2 separate regions of the Mus musculus genome follow, and region 2 is linked to region 1. A link is a contact called in public promoter capture Hi-C data. All regions are on one chromosome and are shown on one strand. The core of a region is the stretch at or near the end of the contact, and the rest is flanking DNA. Distances in the headings are between cores, read along the strand shown. Region 1 holds the start of Slc30a9 (solute carrier family 30 (zinc transporter), member 9). Region 2 holds the start of Cenpc1 (centromere protein C1).

The links. Promoter capture Hi-C pulls out the DNA fragments that hold promoters and counts their contacts.
Region 2: a contact with region 1 is called in a promoter capture Hi-C map of the HPC-7 cell line. The contact joins the promoter of Cenpc1 here to the promoter of Slc30a9 in region 1. A contact is called at or near these places in 3 of 39 promoter capture datasets (the HPC-7 cell line, cranial neural crest and pre-B cells).

What each region holds. Positions count from the first base shown.
Region 1 is chr5:67,303,904-67,309,532 of GRCm38.p6, reverse strand. It overlaps Slc30a9 (solute carrier family 30 (zinc transporter), member 9), which reads right to left and starts at 2,578. Exons shown (of 18, transcript NM_178651.4): 1 at 2,336-2,578. The coding sequence starts at 2,438. RefSeq lists a cis regulatory region at 2,207-2,930.
Region 2 is chr5:86,062,242-86,067,870 of GRCm38.p6, reverse strand. It overlaps Cenpc1 (centromere protein C1), which reads left to right and starts at 2,288. Exons shown (of 19, transcript NM_007683.4): 1 at 2,288-2,543. The coding sequence starts at 2,526.

The DNA.
Region 1 (5,629 bases), core at 1,329-3,828:
GCATATGCCAATAATTATAGCCCCATGTGATTCACGCCCTCTGTTGGCTTCTGTGCACACACATTCTGGAACATACATGTGCGTGCACACACAAACAAATAAATGTTTCGACAAAAAAAGGAGTAAACTTAGCCAATGCAAGATAGACAGCAGTGAAATCCTTTAAATATATATGTTTAAAAACAAACATTTTAATGTCTGTAGACCATGCTCTCTGCATGTTATTCATCAACATTCAACCATCTCCTCTGCCCATTGCTGCATTGTTGGATATGCTATCCTACCGCCATATTGAGTATGCTTAGTCCAGACTGTGATGGGCTGTGTGAAATACACACTGCATTCTGAAGACAACACAAAATGGGAGACACCTTAACATTTTTTTAAAAATTATATGCCAGAATATATACTAGCTAAAGTATACTATTTTTACTTTTAAAAATAAGTCTACCACACAGTGCAAAACTACATGCTGTGGCCAGGCTCTTGAATACTGTCTTTCTTCTTTGACTTCACAGAGGTTTCTCATTTTTATGTATTTGTATCAGTCAATGGGTTCCTCCTGTTTACTCTTTAGTGTCATTTTGGTTTTTTGAGATGAAGTTTTTCTGTGTGGCTCTGGCTGTCTTGGGACTCATTCTGTGGATCAGGATGGCCTCAAACTCAGAAATCCTCCTGCCTCTGCTAGAACTAAAGGCATGGACTGCCATACCTGGCCGCCTCTGTTTATCCCTGAGAAGACTTCATTAGACAGGTAAGCATTCTAGAAGAAGAAACTAAACTTTATTTCTTCTCAAAGAAAATCATCTGGCTTTGGATCCCCAACTCCCTCTCCCCCAAAACATAAACAAACAAACAAAAACAAGACAAAAAGCTTCAAATAGTTTTTCTTGTAATATGCATCCAACTTAAATAGCACACTTTCTCCAAATGATTTTTAAATTTAACCATAGTTTTGATTGCTCTTTCAAATACCGTAACAAAACTTCCACCAAGGTGATGTTTCAAATTTAAAAAGGTGTTAAGTGTTAAAAACACTAAATTTTTTGTAGTAATAAACATCCTAAAAGAACTCTGCAAAGTAGTCCTAAATGAAGAGACTAATTACTATCTGAGCTACAGAGAATGGGACAAAGAGCCCAGCATTTTAGGCCCAGTGACAGCTACCCAGAATAAGAATTACAAATTACACTACTGCAACTCACCTCACCAACACTGAAGGGGCACTTTGGACAACATTTAACAGCCACTATATGTATATATATTTCTGTGTAATATGTTGAAGTTTATTTGGAGTTTTAAACAGAGGGCCCATTCTGTTCATAAGTGGCATACCGCCACCATGGGAAAACTAGCTACAGTATTCTGTCATTAACAACAAACTAAAACAGTGTATTGCAATCAATTCTTTTGCAACCTTAGAAACCAGCTTTTAATACGGTATGAATATATTCTACTTTATCTGCCCAGCACAGGAGTGTGTGACCGCTTTTATCAAAAAACCTGAATGGCTGCAGCTTTTGCCTTCCGATCCAAGTTTTTGAAGGGTGACTGTGAATGTTTGAGAAACGTTTCTGTAACCACTCTTTGCAAATCCCAAGAACCTGAGGGGCTCGGGTTAGCGGTGGATTTGGTCCTGTCCTCTCCTGGGCTCTGCTAGCAGTCCTCCGTGTCAAGCTACGGGAACAAGGGAGGTGAACAGAAACAGGACTTACACGTTTGATGCTACTTTAGAAACTCTCCAATAACTTGAATCTGACTGAGAAAGCAATGCTGACGAAGATGAAAACTCTCAATCCCACCCTGCGCCCAGGGTTATTTATGTACAGTTTCAGGAGACACTTTTGTCACCAAAAGGATTGTTCGATATAACCGCAAACTTCGGTGGGTTTCCTGTCCCCCAGACTATGCCCATTCGATAACTGTGAGAAGCCCTCACCTTAAGATCCGTATGTGACATCCACTTTGATTTAGGGAGATTTAAGAAAACGGGATGGCACTAAGAAAAAGTGTAGCGCAGGAGTACCTCACTCAACCTAAGCAGCAACAGAACTGCGGCGGCGGCCCAAGGGGACCCTCCAAGCTGGTGGAATCCGCCATTTCCCACGGCCTGTTTGGGTCACCCTGGGTCACCGCGATGTGCCCTAAGACCTCCGGGTCTGGAGGTCCGCCTCAGGGTGTCCCTACGCGGGTTGGCCGCTCCCCGGTAGCCGCGGCTCGCGGGGACACCTGTGAGGACCTTGCGAGACCGGCAGGCTCTGTCTGGGTTGGAGAAGGGCAAGCGGGCGGGCCAACTGCCGAGGCCAGGCGCGGCCTCCACCGGTCCGTCACTCACCCTGGCTGCGGCCGCGGGTCGCTGCCCGGCCGCCACCGAGCCTGCACAGCGCCGCCCAGCTGCACCTGTGCGCCGCGGCGGCGGCGGCCAAGCCCGGAAACATCCTGGCGGGGCAGAGGCCCCCACTCGGACACCACCTCCTGCCTCCGAGCCGCCTGCCGCGCCAACTGACTCCATAGACCGGACCCCGGCGAGCACGGATGTGTGCGCCGCGGCCGGCGGCCTCGGCGACCCGGAAGTCATGGGGGTGTGGCGCGACAGCGGAAGTGACGGAATATGCCAGCGGGGGCGGGGTGGGCGGTGCTTCTGGCCAGCACCGGGCCAGGACGGTGTGCGCTGCCGACTGTGCTGGGCATTTGTGAGTCCGTGTCGTGTCCCGGGAGACAGTCTTACGAAGCGCCGCCGGGGCGTGGGAAGCAGGAGGAGAAGGCAGGGTTTAAGCCTCTGTCCCCTTTCCTTTTGAACCCTCGGCACCGCTCTGTCCAACACCGTGGTCACCTTGCTGATCACTCAACCTCCGCTTCTCGGTCGTAGTATAACAAAATTAGAGGCGTGCATAAAATTTGAAGTCGCGGTACTATGTGTACGCGAAGATGGAGCAGTTTTTCAAACAGCCTGGTCCCAGAGAGAAAGAAACCTGAACACATTCGCCTGTTTTAACCATTACCATGTCAGGTTCATTCAGTTCTTAGCTTAAGCCTTCTTTCACCACCCTAATTATAATTAACGTGGTTCTCATTTTTAAATAGTTACCCTGTACACTTTTCTTCAAAATACCACTACTGAAATTATTGTCCCCCCGGAATAGAGAATAGCTATATGGACACTGGATCCTGTGCAGTATACGTATACTACTATATTCCAGGGGCTAAGTCAATACCTGTCTGGCCAGATAAATAGAATGGGATGCATGTCCAGTTGTTTTAAAGATTAATTTAAATCGCTTAGTGAAAGTACTGTAAAATAAAATTTTAAATGGAAAATGAGTGCACAGGGCCGAGGGAAGGTATAGGGAACTTTCGGGATATCATTTGAAATGTATATAAAGAAAATATCTAATAAAAAAATAAAGAAAATGAGTGCAAATCAGTAAATGGGGAGGAAACCCACCACTTTGAGTGGACTTGAGGCTCCCTTCACAGGAGGGAATCCACCTCTGGTAAGGTTAAGCAGGTCAAAAGCCCATGGCTAACAAGGTTGTGGTCTCTAGTAAAAGGCTATTGCAGCTATTTGGATAAATATATTATGGTCTGACACCCCTTCCCCCATAACTGTAGCCATTTTGTTCCATGCTTGCCAGTTATATTACTACTCTAACATGCCTGCCACTCACTGACCAAGAAGTGACTTGGCTCAAGAACATGCTGACCACATAACCATGGTTTTGTCCTGTATGTTCTGAATGTTATGTATGAGGTTTGCTAATCTTAAGAAATTCCATCAAATCAAAGGTCAACACGAACTGTTCTGTGTAAAACGGCTTGAGTTAGAGCTGACCACCGGACAGCCCTTCCTGCACCTACATATGAGCTCACTGTGGTTTTTGTGGCTGACAGTGAAGAATGCTTCTAATAAGCTAAAAAGTTATAACACTCATGCTCTGTTATCTCGATGTCCTGAAATTCCCCTGTTCACCATGCATCCCGACACTTTCCTTACCTTACTCAGGACCCATCAGCTGATATACTTTGCCTCGTGAGCCTTCCTTGCCCTTTAAACTTCTGTACCTTGTTTTTTGGGTTTTGTTTTGTTTTGTTTTGTTTGTTTGTTTGTTTGTTTGTTTCGAGACAGGGTTTCTCTGTGCAGCCCTGGCTGTCCTGGAACGCGCTCTGTAGACCAGACTTTCCTCGAACTCAGAAATCCACCTGCCTCTGCCTCCCAAGTGCTGGGATTAAAGGCGTGCGCCACCATGCCCGGCCTGTACCTGTTTTTTTGTTTGTTTGTTTGTTTTTCCTATAGAAAGTCTACTATGAGAGCAGACTGGTGCCACAATTAGGTTTTTCCTTCTTGTGGACCTAGGCATCCAGTGTTATGGTGTGTGTTCAATAAACTATTCTTGCTTAACTGCGATGGTGTGTGTGGCAAATTCCTGAACCCCAACAAACGGATAGGTTATTCTGGTTAAATTGCCTTCTAAAGTGTGTGCCCATAGAGTAGTGCTACTGTCAGCTTTGAACAGAGCAGCTGTTTGTTTGTTTGTTTGTTTTCTTTTGCAATGGTCAATGGTAACTGCAGAAACGCCTAACTGATCAATAAAACTGAGAATAAATGACTGTTGAATGCCTAGCCATAAACTGAAACATTTGTATCACTTCTTCCAAAGGCCAGGGAACATTCTGGAAAAAAGGGGCGGATGAAAAGTAAAAACCAGAGGAAGTGCAGGGAAGTAGTGGAAAACACGGACTTCCAGTATGACATCGTTGGTGCCTTCTTGAACTCACACTTGCTGTGATTACTCTCAGGAGACTGGGCACATCAACACTGTGTCTGGGGAAAGAGAAGGGGCTCCTGGGGTCCTGCCCTCCCCTGAGAGTTTCTACACAATGGTTGATGGGGGAAGGGAGAGACATTTGAAAGCAAAATTTCACCCATTCACCTGTAAACAACCCTAATGAAACTCATGAGATGGCACTCACAGAGACAGGCACACGCACATCAAAGCAGAATGGAAAAGCTCACTGGGAAAATGACAGGGATTGGCAGGGGTGGGCAGAGGACAAGAGAGGAACAGGTGTGCAAATATGATCACAATACACTGCATATAAAATCTCACAAAAAACCCTTTATACATTATTAATATATGCTTATAAAAGCTTAATGAGAATCAGCACAAGGATTTTGTTTTGAGACAGGGGCTCACGTTGTAGCCCAGGCTAGCTCAGCAGTCACTATATACCTGGAGTCACTGTGAACCTTTGAGTTCACTGTTCCTCAGCCACCTTTCACTTTCTCAATCAGTGGTTCCTTTCTTTGGAAGAAAATGTAAAGCATTTCAAAAGACTTTGTGACTGTAGTCTGTATTTTCTGGAATGCAGGTCCAAGTGAGCATGTCCCTCTAGGTCATTTTCAGACATTCTGTGTGTGATTAAGATTTTAGATGGTCTAAACTGAGAATGTATGTTATAAACAGATGCTTAAATTGCACTATTTTATCAGACAGACAAAAGCGGAAGTGGAAAATGACCAAGTGCCACTCAGGGTTCTCATACACCATAATTTCTACAAGATGTTTCCAAGGAAGTTGCTGCCCTTATCAGACACTTTGAATCTAGCTGGCTGAACTTTGTTTCATCC
Region 2 (5,629 bases), core at 1,039-3,538, about 19 Mb before region 1:
TCAAATGTTATAACCCCTTTCCTCGTTTCCCCTCCGAAAACCCTCTAGGGTCATTTTGAATGAACAAGTATCTGCAGATGATCCAAATTTAGGACATAGTGTGCCATTTTGCCTGTAACACTATCAGGGAAATCTGGAAGTCATTTATGCGCAAGGCAAGGGTAACCACACACGCAGTTATTGTTGCCTTCACAGAATCAGAGATTATGCTCTGTGTGTGGCCGTTGCTATAAGCTAGGCAGGTAAAGTGCTCCACCAGGCTGGTTTTCATGATGTGCAGGGGTGGGGTTGAGGGGTGGAGTGAGAGTTTCAGGTCCCAGCACACTTTCCCCTTTATGCCTTTCTGGGCTGTGAACTTGATGAGGGTCTTAGAAATCAGATGCGTTCGGCCTGGTGGGCTCTGCTCTCCTCTCCTCATTCCCTGTGGGATGTTAGCATTTTGACGACAAAAAGCCCCACTGGCTGTCCTGTTTGATCATCCTCAGTATTTCTTCTGATGATACCTTTCTGGAAGTTCCACTTGGACTTTCTCGAGCTTCATCCTCTGTGGGGAGCGGGGCAGAATATTTTCAACTATTCCAGGTTGGGCAGCATCAGCACAATTCGAAGGAAGGTGGAAGGCGATCAACTTGCAAGTCATCCTGGATGCCATCACCTACCTGAGAGGTCACACCCTGTGTATTAGGGCTGGTCTCTCTGTGTCTTGAGCAGCTGAGAGACTCAAACCCTCATTGCCAACTTTGTTTATTCTCCTGGACAGCAACAGCTTCCTGATGCTTGTTGGTTCCAAAGGCACCAAAGCAAAAACCCCCATGTTTACTCTGAACGTTTTGATGTGATTCTCTAGAGTCGATTCACTCTCAACTGCTTTTTCAGCAAACAGCGTCTGCATGTTGAGCAACTCAAGCATCTTGCCCTTTCATTTTGGTCACAGGTCTTGTTCAAAATTCCCACAAAGTGTCGTGTTGCAACCGAGGACAACCGTCTCAAAATGATTTTCAACGCAGGAGAAAGTCTCCGTTTCAGCCGCCAGGGTCGGCTGACTCCTCTTGGAGATTTATCGAGTCGTAGCTGTTGTACAGTTTGCCTGGACTCTGTAGCTTCCCATTGGAGAATATGATAAATAAGTAAGTTTGCAGCACCTCTGCTGCCCTCTGGCGGATCTGACTGGCGAGCCGGGCAAGCGTCGCTGCAATCATGAGCACATTCAGCTCATATGGAGCCCCATCATTCTAAAATAATCTACACTAAAAAGAGATTTATTCACTTTATAGGTATGATTGTTTTGTCTGCTTGCCTGCGAGGACATCACGTGCGTGCTTTTTGCTAGCTGAGGCCGGAATAGGTGTCAGATCCCCTGGAACTGGAGCTACAAACGGTTGAGTTGCTTTGTGGGTGCTGGGAATCGAACTTTGCTCCTTTAAAAGTGCAGCAAGCGCTCTTGACCACTGAGCCATCGCTCCATCCCTGCAGACTCTCTCTCTTTTCTTTCCTTCCTTCTGTATGTATGTATGTATGTATGTATGTATGTATTTATGGCATTCTGTCTCCTAAGGAAATAGAGCAGCTACAGGCTGCGACCTAGAGTCACGTGGACAGGACAAAATACACATCGGTGTATTTTCCTTGTTTTCCAATTGGGGTCATTACCTTAATTTTCGCATAAGACAGAAGCAGTCACTTTCTCTTAAAAACATTATGTTCGTTCTACTGATATGCATATATAATTTATGCCTTTGCTTCATAAATAATTTTTAAATACTTGAAAAAAGAATAGCATTACTATTTTCAGAGATACTGTATAGATGGGCGGGTTGCAGCTGACGAATCTGCGTAGTGTACTCTGCTCAAAACGCCAGCAATTTCTACCTGTAATCCTTTTTAAGTATTACCTATTAATCCGTAGTAGAACTGCTGGGATGTATTATACATTTATCTCAAGGAGCACAGGTGGTGCTCAACACCTGCTTTCTAAATACGAGCAGTCATAGACGCAACAAACTGTCTGAAGAAAGTAGAACAGGAGAGTCCACACAAAGCCCGGACAAGTCGACCGGCGAGGGGAGTGGCGAAGGGTGAGAGGCGTGGCGACCGGCGAGGGGAGTGGCGAAGGGTGAGAGGCGTGGCGACTGGTGAAAGGCGTGGCGACGGGTGAGAGGCGGGGCGATGAGTGGGAGGTTGAGACGCGGGCGGAAGAGCAAGGCGCGCTGGGCAGGAGGGCGGGGCGAACTGAGAAAGGCGGGTTGATAGGTGAGTAACAGGCGAATGGGCGGGAACAAGAGCCGGAGTCTTTAAAAAACGCCAATTAACGGCCGGCTAAGCTAGGCTTGTGCGCAGGCGTGGCTCGTTTGACTTTTATTCATTTATTTTTCTTGGTGGCTGCTGTTTATTTACGGCTGAGTGTTAAGTGCGGGTCGCGCAGCTCTGGGGACGCCTCCGTCCGCAATCTTACTCTAACCCTCCTGGAACCCTGGCCGGCTTGGGTTTCCCTCTCAGGCCTCCGTTTGACCTAGTGGGCCGGAACCATGGCCTCGTTCCATCTGGTAAGTGCGGGTCTGGATCGGGCCTGCGCGATGCGTCGCTCGCCCTGTGCTGGACCGGGTGCATATCCGGCTTGTCGGGGTGGGGTGGGGTGAGGCTTGTGAGGGGTGCGGAGGCTTGTGAGGGGTGCGGAGGGATCGGGTAGCGGGTGCCTAGTCCCGCCTGTCTGGGTGGGGTGGGGCTTGTCTGGGGTGGCTTAAAAGCTGCACAGGTAACAAATCAGGTGTGCTGGTGTACTGGTAGTGGAAGTAACTGGACTGTTACTGGTTCACGTCGTAAGCTCATCCATCCGTGCCTGCTCCCCCCCCCCCCCCCCGGAAGAGATTCCTTCATTTCTACATTTCAGCCTTTTCCCGTTTTTCAGTCTTCCAAATACTCATGACTATTGTACAAGCCAGTCTTGATGGTCTGGAAAACCTCGAGTATTAATTTCGAAATACTATTTTATGTGAAGAGTCTAATATTTATGGGACACCTGTTAATGATAAAGCTTTATACAAGGCAATCATATTTTAAAAGGTGCCAGCTTTGAATGTTTGATGTGGGCCACGACTTGCCACTTTATGTCTCTTGACACACTTGATATTCATTCCAAGTTTTGTATGATTACTATGCCCTATTTCCTCCCTAACTCAGCAGTTCAATTTATCTTTGAAAGAAAACCTTCGTTGATGGTTTCTATCATGTAGTTGTGTGTGTGTTTATGCATGCTTAACATGTATGAAAAGACAGTTTAGTCGAGCATCGAACTTTTTATACAGAAGAATAACAAGAACCAAGGCGAGATACATCCACCGAGTTACAGTGACACAAAACATAAGGAATGTATACATCAAAAGAAGGCAGGGACCAGGCCACTGCCACTAAGAAGGGAGCCTGGTGTAATGCTAGTCTATTTATTGTTAAGCCCACCACTAGGGGTTCTTAGTAAATGCCTGATTATGTTGTTTCTTTTGGACCTAGTGAAGAAACCTGTCTCGGGGATTCCCTAACTCTTTCATGGTAAACCCACCTATTCCCTAGGCCAGTGTGAATTAGAAGTAAATTTGAATGTTACTGAATAGATAACCTTCTTACTGAATTCCAAGTTTGTCGGCTTCAAGGATTTTTTGGGATGTCGGAACACTGGCGAAGGCTTAGTTATGTCAGAATTCAATCTTTAAAGGCACTTATAATAAAATAATACTAAAAGAGAACACATGGATCCATACACCAGACTAACGTGGGGATAGGGTATGAGTATATGGGTTATGAGAATGCCAAGATACCAGGAGGTTGGGATTCCTTGAAACTCTTTGCCTTGTGAGTGCTTCCAGGCCTCTCGGAGTGTGTGTAGCACCTCCTGATTCATTCTATCCTCTACTCTTAGACAAGAGTCCCTGAGCTCTGTCTGATATTTGACTGTGATCTCTGAGTTTGTTTCCATCTGTTGCTGGATGAAGCTTCTCAGGAGACAGTTATAGTAGGTTCTATTGGCAAGCATAGCAGAGTATTAATAATAGTGTCAGAGATTGGCTCTCTTGAATGGGGTGGATCTCAAGTTGGGCCAGTCATTGGTAAGCTGTTTCCTCAATTTCTGCTCCATCGCTCTATCTTTATCTCTGTACATCTTGTGTATGTAGGCAGGGCTAATTTCAGGTTTTGTGAATGGGTTGGTATCCTTATCATTCCACTAGGGGTCCTGTCTGATAGGATGTGGCCACTTCAGTTTCCATATACCCTACTGCTAGGAGTTTCAGCTAGGGTCACCCCCATAGACTCCAGGGAGTGTTGTGTGCCCCACCCCACCCCAGTTCTCTAGCTAGCCCCAGAGATGCCCCCCACCAGTTTCTGTTCACTTTCCCAGCCAACCCTATGCATCCTCCACTCTTCCCACACCCAATCCCCATTTCTGTTCTCCTCCCCTCTCCCACCCAGTTCCCTGCCTCCATCCATCTCTATATTATTTTCCCTTTTGAGTGAGTCATGCATCTTCCCTTGGGCACTCTTTATTACTTAGTTTCTTTGGTCTGTGGATTGTAGCATGTTTATTTTGTACTTTATGGCTAATATTCATTTATGAGTACATACCATGCTTGTCTTTCTGGGTCTAGGTTACCTCACTTAAGATATTTTCTAGTTCCATCCATTTTCCTGTAAATTTCATTATGTCTTTGTTTTTAGTAGCTGAGTGGTATTCCATTGTGTAGATGTACAACATTTTCATTATCCATTCTTCAGTTGAGGGACATTGAGGTTGTTGCCAGTTTCTGGCTATTATGAGTAAAGCTGCTATGAATGTAGTTGAGCAAGTGTCCTTGTGGTATGATGGGGGCATCATTTGGTATATGCCCAGGAGTGGCATATATAGCTGGGTCTTGGAGTAGAACTATTCTCAGTTTTCTGAGAAACTAACACATTGATTTCCAGAGTGGTTGTAATAGTTTTGCATGCCCACCAGCAATGGAATTCTTCTTTTTCCACATCCTCGCCAGCATATGCTATTTCTCATTTCTTTTCTTTTCTTTTTCTTTTCTTTTCTTTTCTTTCTTTTTTTTTCTTTTTTCTTTTTCTTTTTCTTTTTCTTTTTTTTTTTTTTTTTTTTTTGAGATAGGGTTTCTCTGTATAGCGCTGGCTGTCCTGGAACTCACTTTGTAGACCAGGCTGGCCTCGAACTCAGAAATCCATCTGCCTCTTCCTCCTGAGTGCTGGGATTAAAGGCGTGCACCACCACACCCGGCTTCGTGTGCTATTTCTTGAGTTTTTTATTTTAGCCATCGATGGGTGTAAGATGGAATCTCAGAGTCGTTTTGATTTGCATTTCCATGATGATTAACGACATTGAACATTTCCTTAAGCACTTCTTGGCCATTAAGAGATTGAGAATTCTCTGTTTAGCTCTGTACCTTATTTTTAAATTGGGTGATTTGGTTTGTTGGTGTCTAATTTCTCAAGTTCTTTTTATATTTTGGATATTAGTCCTCTTGTCAGCTATAGTGTTGGTGAAGATCTTTTCCCATTCTATAGGCTGCCATTTTGTCCTATTGATGGCGTCTTTAGCCTTGCAGAAGCTTTTCAGTTTCCAGGGCTTAAAGCTTGGAATGTGGGT